2 separate regions of the Mus musculus genome follow, and region 1 is linked to region 2. The links are chromatin contacts, called in public Hi-C maps. All regions are on one chromosome and are shown on one strand. Each heading gives the region's core, a stretch centred on a gene start, on an enhancer-like site or on the middle of the called end of the contact. The rest is flanking DNA. Distances are from core to core; before and after follow the strand shown.

Evidence for each region. A called contact is a pair of places that touch in the nucleus more often than the background predicts.
Region 1: a contact with region 2 is called in a Hi-C map of muscle stem cells, with 3 times the contacts expected there. The contact joins the enhancer-like site here to the promoter of Col6a1 in region 2. A contact is called at or near these places in 2 of 39 promoter capture datasets (both in embryonic stem cells), 1 of 484 Hi-C or Micro-C datasets (muscle stem cells) and 1 of 115 datasets of contacts at active chromatin or transcription factors (pancreatic cancer cells).

The regions. Positions count from the first base shown.
Region 1 is chr10:77,405,391-77,408,182 of GRCm38.p6, forward strand. All of the region lies in intron 1 of Adarb1 (adenosine deaminase, RNA-specific, B1), which reads right to left. Among named protein-coding and RNA genes, the nearest start is that of Adarb1, 11 kb to the right of the region's middle. Within about 2 kb of position 1,346, at least 40 of the 459 cell types and tissues checked have an H3K27ac peak or open chromatin away from gene starts, as enhancers often do. A contact at or near this core is called in muscle stem cells, where this site is marked.
Region 2 is chr10:76,724,771-76,727,470 of GRCm38.p6, forward strand. Col6a1 (collagen, type VI, alpha 1) reads right to left here and starts at 1,274. Exons shown (of 35, transcript NM_009933.4): 1 at 1,050-1,274; 2 at 169-298. The coding sequence starts at 1,143.

The DNA.
Region 1 (2,792 bases), core at 96-2,595, 680 kb after region 2:
GCAACTACATGGAGGATCACAACCATCTGTAATGAGATCTGATGCTCTCTCCTGGGGTGTCTGAAGACAGCTACAGTGTACTTAGATATAATAATGAATAAATCTTTAAAAAAAACTTACATAGCTTCTGTTTAACATTATGGTCAAGATAATTCATCCCAGAAACAACCAAGATATACAGTTTGGAGAAATCCTCAGTAGAAAGCCATGGAAAACCAACCCATTGGACAGAAATAGAAAAACAGGTCCATACAAAGACTTTTTACTAATGTTTGAAGTAGCACCATTAGCAATAGTCACAAAGCAGAAAACAGCCTAAAGCTCATCTCTGGTAAGGGATAACCAGGATGTATTACAGCCACACAACAAAGGGGCAGGCCCCTGCAGTCCAGCAGGGTGGGTGAACCATAGACGCATGTAAGTGAACTTACACCCTGAATAGAATGCAGATGGCCTGTGGTGATGGAAATACCTGAAACAGACATAGGGAACACTCCAGGCAATAGGATGCTCCGAGACTGGACCATGGTAACATTGCTACAACCCAGACCTGCAAGAAAATCTCTTAACTAAAAATAAGCAACTTCATTTTCTGCCTCATCCTCCTAGAGAGCTCTGAAAATTAACCTCCAGACATTTTGATCCTCTTTGCAGTATGTATTGCTTCTTTCAGCAGTCAGTAAAATGGAGAAAATTCCTGGATCAATTCTTGGATGGACTGTGACAAGACAGGGAGCTGACCTTATGCCTGCATGGCGCTGCACTGTCCTGCTCTCAGGAAACACAGCTAGCAGAGTCCGGTGAATCTCCGTGCTCAAAACGGCTGCAGAAACACACACACACACACACACACACACACACACACACACACACAAACACACACACACACCTCCCCCCGCGGTTTGCTCCAACCAGAGTCTTCAGGAATAAACAAACCTAAGCCCACTAAGAGTGTGCCCTTCACATACATCCCATGTGTATCTACAGCTCATCAACACAGGGAGAACTTCACAAGCAGTACTGGGAACTATATGCGAGGCATGCACAGGAGGCACATACTGGCACTGCACTGCAGGTTACTCAGCACTGGCTTTCTCTGTGGAAATATACTCATTCTCCTTATACAGTCTCACTAGAGGGATGGAATTAAAGAACAGAAAGGGTTTCTGTGAAATGATCCAATATGCCACTCAGGCATCCGCATGTGGGCGATAATCATCTACTATGAGGTACCAAGAAAAATAGAGGGAAAAAAATCCCCGGAGCAGAAGTCAATGTCTCTGCTCCTGGTAGCTCTGTGGCATAAGTGCCAAAGGACAGCTGGTTAACAGAATCCAGACAGAGGTTTTCCTCGGAGCCCTTCCAAAAGCCAGTGGAGATGTTATGCAAGCCAATCTTTTTCACGGGGTTTCAGCAATGGTGAAATCTAGGTTGAACTCTGTGATCTCAAGTGTAGCTCTGACACCCTTATGACTCATTCCTCTCAATTCCACGTCTCAGGGAACAATGATGCAGATTCAACTCCCCAGACCAGCTTCTAACTGCACCAGTTACCCACCCATTGGCTACTATGCCACTACCTTCTTGGAACTGGGAATTTAAACAACAACAAACATTTATTGCATGAGATTCTGTAAAAGTTTATATAGCGTTTTAATGAAAATAAAATTTCAATGTATTATGAAAGGAAAAATAATCCCCTGGGAGCATTCCACAAAAGAACACTATGTTACACAGAAAAAAAATTAATAAACCCAAATACAAAGTGATAATTCAATTCCAGAATAACAATTTAGCTCTATTGTTATTTTGGGTGGATATTTCCCCAGAAAGAGATCAATCTGTATTCATGGACCGTGCTAAGAACTACCATGCACTTGATGTAACTAATTTTCCTCCTATCTAGAACAGTGTGGACATGAACAATCGGGTCACTGTACCTTGAACTGTGATCCAAGTACCTGACTCTCTTGGAGCCTTTACCTTCATACAGATAGGTCTCAGGCCATGTGCACTCAGGCCTAGAACATGTATAGGTTAACACTAAGGCTTTCTCCCATTCTTGTGTGAGGTGTGTGTTTGGGGGTGAGGGGTGGTCATGTCAGGGGCCACCCAGGTACTGAGTGCCCTCTCTCTGAGTCAGCAGACAGAATTCTACCTGTTCTTGTGCAGCAAGGTGACAGGCTCTGCCAATTCAGCACCCACCACAAGATTCCACCTTAGGAGAAAAAGAAAAAAATCTGAGGAAGAAGGTGCCTGGTACAGAGAAAAAGAAAGAAAGCATGAGAGGCATCCGATTGGAAGGGCTCTGAGGTCAGGCTCCCAGCATTCTCAAATAAATACCTTTTCTCAATAGAACCGACTTACCTAAGGTAGGCTAGCCATCATGATGTCAGTGTACTCGGGTTGTACTTTTTAACAACAACAACAGTCTGTATTTATGTGCACTGCCCATAAGCAAAAGCAGAGGAAACCTGTGTGACTTTCTGATTTTGTTTTCTAGCCCAATTGGTAAATAATGTCAGGGTTAGGGATAATTAAATCTTAAATGATTATCTTAATGACCTCCAAACTCACAAAACTGCTAGGTTCAAGACAACAGACAACCTAATAATCCCTTTGTACCAAATGAAGTGCAAAAGGGTTGACCAACTCTGCTCTGTGAGGCTTGTCTCCTATTTCCACACAAAACCTGAGTCCCTTACTTCACCTCCTTCAATTCTGCCCAATCAGGCTCAATTCCTCGGATCCCTCTTGGAACACTATACCCTTTTAATAGTCATTTAACCAAT
Region 2 (2,700 bases), core at 24-2,523:
CTGTCCCTCTGAGCTGCAGAGACATGGGATGGAGCTCTGGACAGCTTCTGGAATGTGGAGTTAAGGCTCAGCTCTACCTGCAGGTCCAGTCCCCCACCCCCACCCCCACCCCTACCCCCACCCCAGGACCACAGAGCTACAGGACAGGCCAAGGCAAGCTCATTCTACCTGTCTCTCAGGTTGTCAATGAAGCGCTTAGTGAAGGACTTCACCTTGTCCACCAAGGCCCCATAAGGTTTCAGCCTCAAGGCCACACTCTCCGAGGTGTCGAGCACGAAGAATAGATCCACAGGGCAGTCTGAGCCAGAGAAGATCCCATGAGCCATGCTCTGAGCCCCACTGGGGGCACAAGGCCCCATTCACATATCCCCATTCTGGCCAGGGGCTTCCTGGCCAGACACCATCCATTCTCACCAGCAGAGCTCCGAGCAGGTGATCAGTGCAGCCCCAGCCCCTCACCTGCCTGGTGGGTAACACCCAGCAGGGTCTGAGTGAGAGCCAAGTCTCAGGGTGTCCTGTCCTTGGACAGAGCCTTGCTCAGTTACAGTGGCCTTGGCCAGTTACAGAGTGCAGGGGCTGCCTGGGAGAACTGGACTATTTCTCCTTATGGTCTCAACCCAAAGCCACCAGATCTATGACCTCCCCCTGAGTTGTGAAGAGGCAGGTTACCTATGCTGGCTATCAAGCAAAGAGAGATTATCAGTCATTCGCTCAGGACAGAAATGGACCAGGCTCCCCTTGCTGCTCAGTCCCTCTGGAGTTTACCAACCTGTCATCTCCCTAGCATGGCAAGATTCGGGGTGACAGGACTCCAGGGCCTTTTGGCTGGGAGCCGGGTATTATATAGCTGCTTCAAGACAGGAACCAAATAGAATGCAGGCTTGGACAAGGGGAAAGTCCCCTTCTTAGTGGCTCTCCACAAGATTAAGACAAAGGGTGGGGGGGAGGTGGGACACCGGACAGTACCTTGTGGGGTATTGAGCCCCATCAACTTTCAGGCCTTCAGGCAGCTAAACACAGCACACAGGGAGCACAGCCAGTTTACTCACCTTGGAAGGCAATCGCTTTGGAGCCCTGGATGTCCTGTGTGGCCACCCAGCAGGCTTGTAGCAGCAGGGGCAGCAGAGCGTGGGCCAGCCTCATGTTTCTGGCTGGCCTGCGAGTCACCGTCAAATGTGGGCCAGGGTCAGGGTGGGCGCTGGGAAAGGCAGAGTGAGAGGTTGTCTCTGCTTGCTGCAGTCAGAGCCCAGAGCTGAGGAGAGAGCCAGGGAGGGTGGAGGGAGGGAGGGAGGGAGGTGCAAAGAGGGGAGGGATCAGGAGAGGAGGGGGAGAGGAAGGGGAGGGCCTCAAAGCTGAGTGAGTCACAGCATCAGCATCGGGTCTCTGGAACCTTGAAGAGAAAAAGGCCCTCTCCTCTCGGGTACTAGGCACCAGGACACTCCTGGGCTGTGGACTTCCTGTTGCTACGGTGTGTGGGATGTTTACCCACTCAGAGTCAACTGTCCAGTGTAACATAGAAGAAAATATATGGTGAACAAACTCTGTGATTCCCAAAAGAAGTTCCAGGAAATATTTCTGGTTGTTTCATTCCAAATACCGCCTTTGGGACTATGCAGCCCAGCTTTCTGGTGTGAGCCACAAACGTGGCTTTCTCCAGTGCTGGTGATTTCTGCGTAGCCGTCACTTTGGCTTAGTTAAATACTTAACTTGCAAAAGATATTTGATCTTTCGATCTTTATTATGGAAATCCAAGTTGTCAACACTAACCACATGGATGTATTTGTATAAGAGTCTCTTTTTATTTCTGTTTCTCTCTGTGTGTCTCTGTGTGTGTGTTGATAACATCTGGGCTCCAGATAAAGCCAGAACCATCCTTACCCAGAGCAAATTCCAGAAGAGTGGTATAGTCATTATAATACAAAAACTTGGTTACAAATTTCAGCATCATTAATAATAAAAGTCTGTAAAGAAAAGTGACAGTGACTCCTAGGACTCAGTGAGACTGTGTCCTTTGTCCTCCTCATGCCAGCCCTACAGTATATGTCACCATGGTGGACACATGTTCTTCCTGGCAGTAATCTCATGCCCACCCACCGCCCCAACCTGAGCATCAGGCCATTGGCTTTGGGCTGTGGCTTCATGCTGTACATGTGGCTTTTTTTCTTGGCCTTTGGAGCCTCCACAAGCTGAGCTATTTCCTTTATAGGGTGGTTGCACAATAAAGACAGCTTAAGCCCTTCAGGGCAGGGCCTGGTGTGTCCCTGGGTATTGATGGATACCCTGACGGACACAGGAATAGACACACTGGCAGCCATGATTCCCATGCTGGGCTTTCTAGGATGTGCTCTTCTGAGCCAAAGAGCAGGGGCCTGTCATGTAGCAGATGCATGGTATCACACAGCGACAGTCATAGAGGTCTCCCGGTTGGGTTCAGAGCCATGCCCTGTCAGCAGGCCTGGCGGATCTTGAGGTGATGAATAAAGGGTGGTCAGGAAAATACACAGCACCAGCACTCCAGTCTGCTAACCCCAGCAGGCTACATAGCATTGGCTGACTCTGGACCTGTGACCCTGATTTACTTAACCTATATTCCCCAGGATGGGTAGATGATACTGCAGATGCAGCCTCAGGATGGGGGAGGGGGGTGTAGCCCAGGTAGAGCAGTCAGCTGTGGCTTACGGGCGTTCTAACCAAGGAACT